Regions from separate parts of the Sus scrofa genome. Here region 2 is linked to region 1. The links are chromatin contacts, called in public HiChIP or PLAC-seq maps. All regions are on one chromosome and are shown on one strand. Each heading gives the region's core, a stretch centred on a gene start, on an enhancer-like site or on the middle of the called end of the contact. The rest is flanking DNA. Distances are from core to core; before and after follow the strand shown. Region 1 has its middle 8.8 kb from the start of FAM177A1. Region 2 overlaps LOC110261575 (a long non-coding RNA gene).

What was found. HiChIP or PLAC-seq counts read pairs in DNA pulled down with a chosen protein or histone mark.
Region 2: a contact with region 1 is called in an H3K27ac HiChIP or PLAC-seq map of alveolar macrophages. The contact joins two enhancer-like sites. A contact is called at or near these places in 1 of 5 promoter capture datasets (fetal liver) and 1 of 2 datasets of contacts at active chromatin or transcription factors (alveolar macrophages).

The regions. Positions count from the first base shown.
Region 1 is chr7:64,814,641-64,819,890 of Sscrofa11.1, reverse strand. No RefSeq gene overlaps it. Among named protein-coding and RNA genes, the nearest start is that of FAM177A1, 8.8 kb to the right of the region's middle. Within about 2 kb of position 3,695, at least 8 of the 83 cell types and tissues checked have an H3K27ac peak or open chromatin away from gene starts, as enhancers often do. A contact at or near this core is called in alveolar macrophages, where this site is marked.
Region 2 is chr7:65,116,422-65,121,170 of Sscrofa11.1, reverse strand. All of the region lies in intron 2 of LOC110261575 (a long non-coding RNA gene), which reads right to left. Among named protein-coding and RNA genes, the nearest start is that of CFL2, 28 kb to the right of the region's middle. Within about 2 kb of position 3,385, at least 12 of the 83 cell types and tissues checked have an H3K27ac peak or open chromatin away from gene starts, as enhancers often do. A contact at or near this core is called in alveolar macrophages, where this site is marked.

The DNA of each region.
Region 1 (5,250 bases), core at 2,446-4,945:
TTGGGTTTTGATGATACCATTGGTTCTTCCACTAGATTAAAGAATTGTGAATGCTGGGCACAGTGGAAATGCTGTAGTAAAGGCCAGATTTACAGTGTTTAGAGTTTGTCCAATGAAATGTGTAATTTTTTTCACTTAGGAATCCCAAAGGGATTTTGGCCACTGCAAGGGTAGCTACGTGTCTTCAAGGAAATGCTTCTATCCAACGAGAATATGTACAAACCATTACCAGAACATAATGTATTTTTGAGAGGGAGACAGCTAGATAAAATCCAGTTGTCAGATAGTGAAGGGACCAGGAGATAAAGGAAAGTGGCCTTGAGAATATGAATAAATTTTCCTGGGTTATACTTTGGGCAAATCTGTCTTTAACATATTTAGCCACTACTATGGGACATTTCCAAAAGTATTACTTCCCAGGCTATCATTTTTTCAGTTCCTTAATAAGTCATTTCATGTATTCATTTTTTAATTTTTAATTTATTTTATTTTTATGTCTTTTTTATGGTCACACTCCTGACATATGGAGGTTCCCAGGCTACAGTCAAATCGGAGCTGTAGCTGCTGGCCTGTGCCACAGCCACAGCAACATGGGATCTCAGCCACATCTGCAACCTAAACCACACAGCTCACGGCAATACTGGATCCTTAACCCATTGAGCGAGGCCAGGGGTCGAACCTGCGTCCTCATGGATACTAGTCAGATTTGTTTCTGCTGAGCCATGACGGGAACTCCTCATGTATTAATTTTAATGTTGTTTCTTGAGTGCTTTCAGAAAGAGCAGGGCATACCAAAGCCCAGAATGCTGATCAAATACGCATCCTTCAGAGACCCCCCTCTGCTTGTCCTTAGCTGTGGCAGTCAATTGCCCATCTCTGATAATATCCTTTAAATCTTGGGTATTCCTTCCAAGTAGTACATAGTTAACTTGGTGTGAACAGAGTGACCAATAGAAGGAAGTTTCTTTATGGAGCCTGAATCTTGTAATGCTGCAGCCTTAGCAGCTCTATTGGCCAGTCAGTTTCCCTTTCCTTCCTCAATGTTGTTTTTGCAATGCTCCGTGACTTATTATTGCCACTATTATGCAGCAAGATTGCATCCAGCAAAGCCTTAACAAAGGGGCCATTTTCAGTTTTATTTCCTCCTGAGCTCAAGAAACCTATTTCCAAAACATTCCAAAATCATGAGCTATCTCAAAACTATACCTGCCATCAGTGTTTCAGTGTGTGTGTGTGTGTGTGTGTTAGCATGTATGTTATATAAATGTATGTTAGCATGTTTGCCAAAGGCCAAAATTAAAGTGCAATAAGTGTATAGTTCAGCCTGTTGGGCTACAGAAACTGAGAGGCAGAGCATTGGTTCCTATTACAGTGAAGGGAGTAATGATAGTGTTTCCAGCTTTCAGTTGTCCAACATCATTTCGTAGGTAAACCAAGGAATGTCAAGGGTGTCTAAAGGCTTTTCTTACAGTCTAGATGCAGACTAATCATAAGATCAGTTGCGGTTATACAATTTTATGAAGACTTACCTGTTGGTGATCATAAAGGGGTAGCAGGATTTAGGGAGTTACAATGAGACAAAGTGACATTTGGAAAGGAGAGCAACAGTTCATAGGATGTCAGTCGGCTAGCAGATAAGTGTTGTATGTGATGTGAGTTCAATTGTGCCTCAGTAGAATGAGGGGGAGAAAAGGAGACTCTATAACTGTCTCTTCTGTAGCCTATAGAAGGGCAGTGGTAGCTACTACTGCTTGGAAGCAAGGAAGAATATCTCAATCTATAGGGTTCAAGTGTTGCTACAAAGCCAATAGGTCTGCGTTTGCCCCCCTGGGGCTGAATGAGCCAAGGGTGTTTTCTGCTAACTTTAAGAACAAATTGCAGGGAAGAGAATAATTAGGGTGCCCTAAAGCAGGGCTATCACCAACTGAGTGTTTAATGTTTGCAAGGCTGATTCAGCCTCCTTGTTCCAAACAAGGGAATCAGGCCTCTTGTCCATTAGAAGGGAAAAGGGGGTTGTACATATAAGAATAAATTAGGAACCCAAGTCTGCGATAGCCTGTTAACCCAAGAAAGCATCTCAGTTGGCACTCGGTGGCAGGAAGGGGGAAATTGACATATGCCCTGGATGTATGTAGGACCCCGTGTTACCCTTGAAGAGTAAGCAAATGACTCAAATATCTTTCTTGGGTTGGAACAAATTGGAGCATGTCATTTGAGACTTTATGTCCTTTTCATGCTAGTTGAGTGAGGAAGTATAGGCTGTCCTCAGTAGGGGAGCATAACAAAAAAGGTCAATATACTGAAGTAAAGTAGAGTTATGGGCAAAATTCACATTGGTCAAGTTTTGTCTCAATATCTGAAAAATAAGCATGGCTTTATGTGTAGCCCTGAGGCATAATGGTCTAAGTATATTATCAACAGGTACTGACTATCTGGATGGACAGGAATGTTGAAGAAAGCACTATATATATATATCTGTGACTGTAAAGAAGCCTGTACTCAAAGGTATTAAACTGAGGGTGATCTGAAGGCTGGGGACCACAGGGTGACCTAGTATGACTATATTGTTATAGCTTAGAGATCTTGAACAAAATACCAAACTTGACCACGAGGCTTGCCTAAGGGAAGGATTGGTGTACGAAAGGGACTGGTGCATGGGCTCGTGACCTCTTTCTGGAGGTGTGCCTTGACAATGGGATGAATTCCTTCTAGGGCCTCAGGTCTTAAGAGGGTGTTGTCTGAGGTGAGGCAAAATTTTATTAGGATATATCTGGATCTTAATTGATGGCACCTAATGAATGCATTCTGTGTTGTTTGAAGAAGTAGATCATAAGGTAGAAGGAACAGAAGCTAACAAATCCTTGTGATTAGACATTGAAAAGACAGAAGCAAGGAGGGGAATCTCAGTATTAGGACTGGGTTGGAAGTAGACTTTGAAGAGTGAAGAAATTGTATTTCCTCTTTTAGGGAAAAGGAAATATTAGCTTATAGTTTTTTCCAGGAGCTCTTGGCCCAAAAGGGACAGAAGGAGCAGGAAGAAACTGATGAGTTCCCCAAAAAGAACCTATTTCAAAAGGCAAAGGGGCTGACTTGTTCATCTTCATAACCATGTTGGAAACTCACACCATTTAGACCATTACTGAGGAAGGGGGCCTTGAGGCTGGTGGCATTCAAGACAGACAAATTTATTTCTGTGTCTATAAGAGTGATAATAGCCTCAGCTCCTATAAAAAGGTCCAGTTCTTCCAATGGTGCTAGTGGGAGTACTGGGAAGACCTCAATACTTTCCTCAGAGCATCCCTATTCATGAGGGTCTACAAAAGGGAGATGCTTCTCAAACTTCTCAGAAAGTTCATGAAAAGGGTCAGAGTGATGGGCTTTAAGCTGCAAATAGGGCTTTCTTTTTAACTTTGGGCAATTCTTCCAGTGGCCAGGCTGCATAAGAGAGTGGCAGGGACCTGGCCTTGGAAGGAGCCCTGGTGGGAATTTTGGTCTTTCTGTTGAGGTGGCTCCTGAGTGGCAGTGGTCAGATGCTGCAGCTACAAATTCATGATTTTAGTGGTCTTCTGTTTCTCTGTGTGTTTGTTTTAGACAGCTGATTAGCCAAATCCACCGAGTATCCATTGTTTCCCAATTCTATTGTGCTTATTTCATCAGCAGTCTGAGTTCCTCATTCCAGTCCCCCAACAAAGACTGAATTTAAGTGGATTTGAGATTGTTTGCCCTAATAGGGAGTCCGGAGTTTTCCTGGAACACTGTAGGCATGAGTCATAATCATGAATAGTTTCATCAAGTCTTTGTGTAGTAGGTTGAATTTTCCTCCAGTCAGTGAGATGAGGAAAGGCTTGAGGAATTGTTTCATGAAGGTTGAGTTACCTGAGAAGCATGCCTCAGACTGATTTATTGTGTACAGATGTCATCTTAAGGGTGAAGCCAGGCAGTAGTGGTTTGCCAGTGTCTAGTTCGGCTTTTTCCAACTAGGATGTAGTTAATTGATTATGAGTCTGAGAGAACCCTGGTCAAAAATTTATATCACAAGGTTAAGTTCCTCTGCAAAGTGGAGGAGGTCCTCGATGACCTTAGGAAATTCCTTAGCTATAGCTTGGTTCTGTAAGCGACCAAGGCGTATAGTCTACGAGATAGCCAGTGCCATCAGGGTTCAAAGCAGTGACAAAAGGAAAGGTTTAGTCTGGATAATAGGTGGGATAAAGATTTTGGAGGAGGAATGGAAGAATCAGAAGGATAAGATGGCAGCTCAGCAAGGTCTGAGCTGAAGGAGAAGAGAAGGAAGAGGCCTTGTGAGCTTTTCCTGAGTATTGAGATGAGAGCATAGATCCTTATTTGAGGCAGTAAGCTTGGAAACAGCATCCTGAAGTGAAGCAGTTTTAGACTCATGAAACTTGAGTCTCATGAGCTCTTTGGGAGGCCTCAGTATACCAACTGAAATAGTCTTCCCACTCTATTAGCTTCGTTTTAGACCCTTCACTTTCTAATTGTGTGTGCAAAATCACCAATTTTGAAATTTCACATTTTCTCATTGTGTCCAGGGCAATTTTATGTTACCTCTGGTATACCACTGGCATGTACCTAGGTAAGCCCAAAGGTGGCGCCATGCTTTTTGTACACGTGCCCAGCAGGAAAGCCAGACTTGGGAGAATCCCCCATAAGAGTCTTAGACTGTGCGTGTCCCCATTATAGTGCATGCACCACAAGGGAGCAAGCCCTTAAGTGATCAATGAAACAAAAGACAGCCAGAATAAAGGCCTGAATCTCAATGAAGGAGGGAGGTTGGGACCAAGAGGACTTACTGCCTCGACCTGGGGCTGCTAGGGAGGCGAGAGCAAAAGATGCTCACAGAGATACCTTGGCAGCTTGGAAAGTGAGCAGAAGATGGCTTCAGATCCCACATCTCCAACAACAAAAAATGTTAAATGTGAGAAGCACAAGATGTTAAAAGTCAGCTTTTTTGGGGTCAGTTTATTGTAACCAAGGGATCACAGATTCCAGAGGAACTCAGAATAGTGACCCACTGGAAGAAAATGTGTAGGGATTTTATTGTGAAAAAGGAAGTTCATGCAGGCATCAACAAGTTGTTTACCAAGAATTTGGATTGGGGAGTGTGTTTGTTCTACACCTACATTTGGGTTATTGAGCACATCTCATCCATTACTAGAGAAGCTATGCTTTCCTTGGTCCAGAATGAGTCCACTTCTCAGCATTGTTTTTTTTTTGTTTGTTTGTTTTTTTTGT
Region 2 (4,749 bases), core at 2,136-4,635, 300 kb before region 1:
AAAGAAAAGATAGGAGGAAAGAGACAGAGCCCCACCTTACTCCACCCTGAGCAGCTCTGCTCTCTGCTTAAATGTGGAATGAGATAACCGAGGATGTGACTGAGGAATCCAGATCAAGGACAGGCTTCTTTGTTCTGGAGATTTCTGAGGTCATGGATGTAAGACTTGATATTCCTGTTGCCAGTCCTCTGAGGAAATGTGGGTTTTAGTGTGTGTGTGGGTGGGTGTGTGGGTGTGGGTGTGGTGGGGATTTCTGCCCTCTGTGTGTAGAAACACTGGGTGGGGAAGAACATCCTTCCCTCTTCTAGGACCCAATGGAGGACAGTCCAGGCAATACTGAGGGCGATGGAAACTAGTCCAAATCTGAGTCCCTACTCTCCCAGCAGAGACCAGGAGGCAAGCCAAGTGGAGGACTGGTCCCAGCCTGAGTCAGCCTTCTGGCTTTCATGGACTTATTACAGAGAGGAATCTGGGGAAGGGGGAAAAAAAGGTTTTTTCCTGTGTGTGTGTATGTGTGTGTGTGTGTGTGTGTGGTTAGTTTTAATGTTAAAAGGAAGGTATTAAATTTTAGACCCCTATTTGGTAGAAGTGACACATATTCATGATATACAGACAGGGTGTAGCACAAGAAGGGCGCTCGATATCTGTGGAACAAATGAATGTCTGGATGAACGAAAAGTGGATGAATTCTGAGTAACATTGCATTAGAAGATAAGGATTCTGTTTTTAAACATACATGTGAAAAGCAGTAAGCTTGTTCGCATTAGAAGTCTGGTTAACTCAGATGGCCAAAGAGCCTGAGCATACCTACTCTGGCCAGATTCTTGCAGGTTCCTCAGGGACTATCAGTCAGTAAGGGCTACAGGCCACTGGCAAGAGGAGAGCAGGGGAAGAAAAAACGATAGAAATATCCAAATTGCAAATGATGTACACTTTAACATCTTTGTCTTTGGCGTTTTCTTTCTATTACGGTTCCACAAGGTCAAAGAAAAATTTTGATTATTTAAAGCTGCAAAGTAGAGTCACTGCATTTGTTTCCTAACTTTTCATTTTGAAATAATTATAGGTTCACAGGAAATTGAAAAACTAGTACAGAGAGACTACTGTACTCTAGAAACTCTCTAGCATACAACAAAAATTTTTTAAATGTAAAATAAAGTTAAATATTTGGGGGCCACTTTATTCCATTTAATTGTTTTTCTGAAATGCTGATTACTTTAAAACTTAGGATCCAACAGACATAACTGATCATAATCAAAATGGCATCTCAGACACACTTCTAATTAAAGAATCAAGTTGGCATCAAGAAAAGGCATTGCTCTCTCTCTTCCAGACGATAAGCTTTCAGAAAGAGGCCACTCAATAGGAAAGTTACAGGTCTAAGGGATTGTATTTACAGTGTCTCAAAAAATCGGAGTCCTCTGTGAAACTATTAGCTGCCTGGTTTTCTGGAAAGCAACCAGTAGAGGGCACTCTAGGCTTCAAAGACTGCAGAAAATGCTCCAGGATCCCTCCAGAAGCCTTAATCTTTATCTTCTGAAAGATGCTTTCATCTTATTGCTTGCCTACTGGATGACTGCAGAGTAGTTTGTTGTTGTTGCTGATTGGTTTTTTAGTGATGAAAATAAAAAATTATGAATTCCCAAATAGCCATGTTAATATTATACAAATATATATATTTTTTTAAATCCAACGTTCTTACATCAGTGTTCCCCAGTTATTCAAAGTGATCTTTGACTCTGTCACTTAATGACACAGGGTTCTGGGAGATAATGATTGTCAGGATTTCATAACTCTGAACACTCTTGCCTGAATCCACACACATTGCCTGAACTTAAATATGATGCAGATCTTTTCTACACTAGCCTTTAATTAAAGGCTAATTAACCTATAACCTATAAAGCACTAACATTGCTCTGAGCAGTTTGGCAGTTTGGCAGGAGAGCAAAGCACGCCCTTTTTTCACCTTTTATAAACAGTGTACAAAATAGGATTATAATTTCCCCATGAACATGCCCAGAACCTCATCAGAAATAAACCAGTGCGTGCTTTAGATGCATCAAAGTTCCTCTGCAAGTGGGAGGAAAACCAGTGTTTGCCAAAGACCTAGTGTATATCAGGCGCTTGCTAGATGTTTCCCTCTCATGATCCCATTTCAGGCTCCTACTGTCATGTCTACTTTACTGCTGGGAAACAAAATTGCTCAAGGACATCCAGCAAGCTAGTGGCCAGGGGAGAAGCAAACCCAGATGTTTCTGGCCCCATGCGCCCTGTACACAGAGGAGCTGCCCTGGTCTGTGTTCAGTCACTCTGCCACCTTTTCCCCTGGCACTTTCTGGGACTGTACTTCACAGTGAGGTTTGGTTTCCGTGATTCCTCGTTGTCTACACTTTGGAATTTGCCTGTTGATTGAATATACCATCTGTTGTTATGAAACTGCCCCAAACCAGGGTAATTAAGAAAGCGATCAAGCGAGAGAGCGAGCAAGCTTTTTGCTGGAACTAAATAATGGGGGGGGGGGGGGCTGGGCAAGGGCAGTGAAGGGAGACTCTTGTTTTTTACAGTCATTTCTGCAATGTTTGAATATTTTATGATTTGAACATTTTCACGCAGTACTTTAGAAAAAAAAAAAGAAACTTTCCAGGAAAATATGAAAAAACAATGTAGAAAGGGCCACCATGAAGTATATATTCTATTTTCATGATTATATTTATAGTAACTTGAAGATAAAGACCTCTTTTGAGAGAGGGAAAAAGAGGACCAAAGTTTCATTATATGGCTATTCTCCTCTCTTCATCCCTCACACCCCACACACAGAAACACAAACAAAAGCCTCTTATTGTTTCCCCTGACGGAACAACGATGACTAAGTGAATAAATCATCCAGTCACCAAAACTTCATTCCCAGTCATTTGACACCATTTAGGGAATACTATGTTGGAAATGTGCAGCTGTTCGAATCCCCACCAGCACCACCCCTTCAGACGAGAGGATCTGAGGAACAGGAAAGAAGTGGTCAATACTACAGTTTCTAAATGAACTGTGGAGGTTTCATTCAAACGGTTATGCCGCTAATCTGAAGGTGAAAAGGGTGAAAACATGTTTCTCCCTATCCTCTCCTTACTTCTGGCACAGAATTATCTTCATAATAAATTGAGGGAAATAAGCTTAAAATTTTTAGGGTTAAATTTACAAACTACAGCCCGTTAAATTCATTTACGGTCCTGTAAACCATTTTAAAGTAAGGTTTGTACCAGGAAACTGAAGTACTATGTAGGTAAATTTTAGACACCAAAAGGGTTTAATAATCTCCCTGATGATTCAGTATCTGCTGAGAAGAGTTTGCAGCAGAGAAACTCACAATAGGAACAGTGTCACGACACTTCCCCCTTCCCTATTACTCATACAGCTTTGAAACCTCATTAGAACTGGTGCATTGTGAAAGCTCTATTTATTCTAGGTATTCTGGCAAAAATTCCCTTGTTAGGTAGCAAGAGCACCTCAAACCTCTTTTCACCTTCAGCAGTCATTATCCTATTTTCCCTTCTCTCACCACCTGGGGTGATGTACTCAGCAGTGTCTCCTGTGTGGGGCAAGCTTTGTACATATATACATATATATTGTGTTATATGCGGATTGTGGACGTGTGTACATACATGTGTGTTCGTATGTTTTCTCTTAAGAAAGCAGATTTGCCTTCTCCCTGCCTTTCTGGTTTTCTGTCTTAGTAATTCTTTAAAGTCATTGAGCTACTGACTTATAGGCTTGTTTTTTGCAAATTTTTCAAGGTAATCATACGTTAATAAGCTGAGTGGATTTGCTGCAGTCATTGTGACTATGTTTACCTATTTGATATTTTAACTTCATTTTCTTTTTTTTTTTTTTTGTCTTTTTTTAGGGCTGTACTTGTGGCATATGGAGGTTTCCAGGCTAGAGGTTGAATCCGTGCCGTAGCTGCCAGCCTACGCCACAGCAACGCCAGATCTGAGCCACACCTGTAACCTACATCACAGCTCATGGCAATGCCAGATCCTTAACCCACTGAGCAAGGCCAGGGATCAAACCTGAGTCAGGCTCATTACTAGTCGGGTTCATTACCGCTGAGCCACAATGGGAACTCCTTCATGGCAAATATGCTTTTCACAGAGTTTAATTCATCAAGTTAGGTGGGCATTTTTTTTTTTGGTCTTCTTAGGGCTTCACCTGAGGCTTATGGAAGCTCCCAGGCTACAGGTTGAATCGGAGCTATAGCCACTGGCCACAGGCACAGTCTTACCAGATCCAAGCTGCGTCTACAACCTACACCACAGTTCACGGCAACTCCGGATCCTTAACCCACTGAGAAAGGTTGGGGATTGAACCTACGTCCTCATGGATACTAGTCAGATTCGTTTCAGAAGGATGGCCTCTTATTTTTAATAGTATGAGAATTTATTATTTTATGTAACAAGAAGTCCAGAGGTGGGGCGGTTTTGGAGTTGGTTAATTCAGTGGCTCAATGTTGTCAAGGACACAGATTCTTTCCACTTGTTCCCTGGCCATCTCCGCTGAATTGGCTTTTGTCCTCCTGCTTGTCCCTTCACGGTCACCTCAGCAACTTCTCTTCCTGATGATTATTTGGGATCCTTTCTCCAGTTTCCTTTCCTAAAGAGTCTTGCCTCAGGAGACCTGAGGTCTGGGGTTCTGCACCTCTAGCCTGCCCTCTACCCCTCCCCTCCAGAAGGCTAACTGATCTGACTCCAGCCGGCA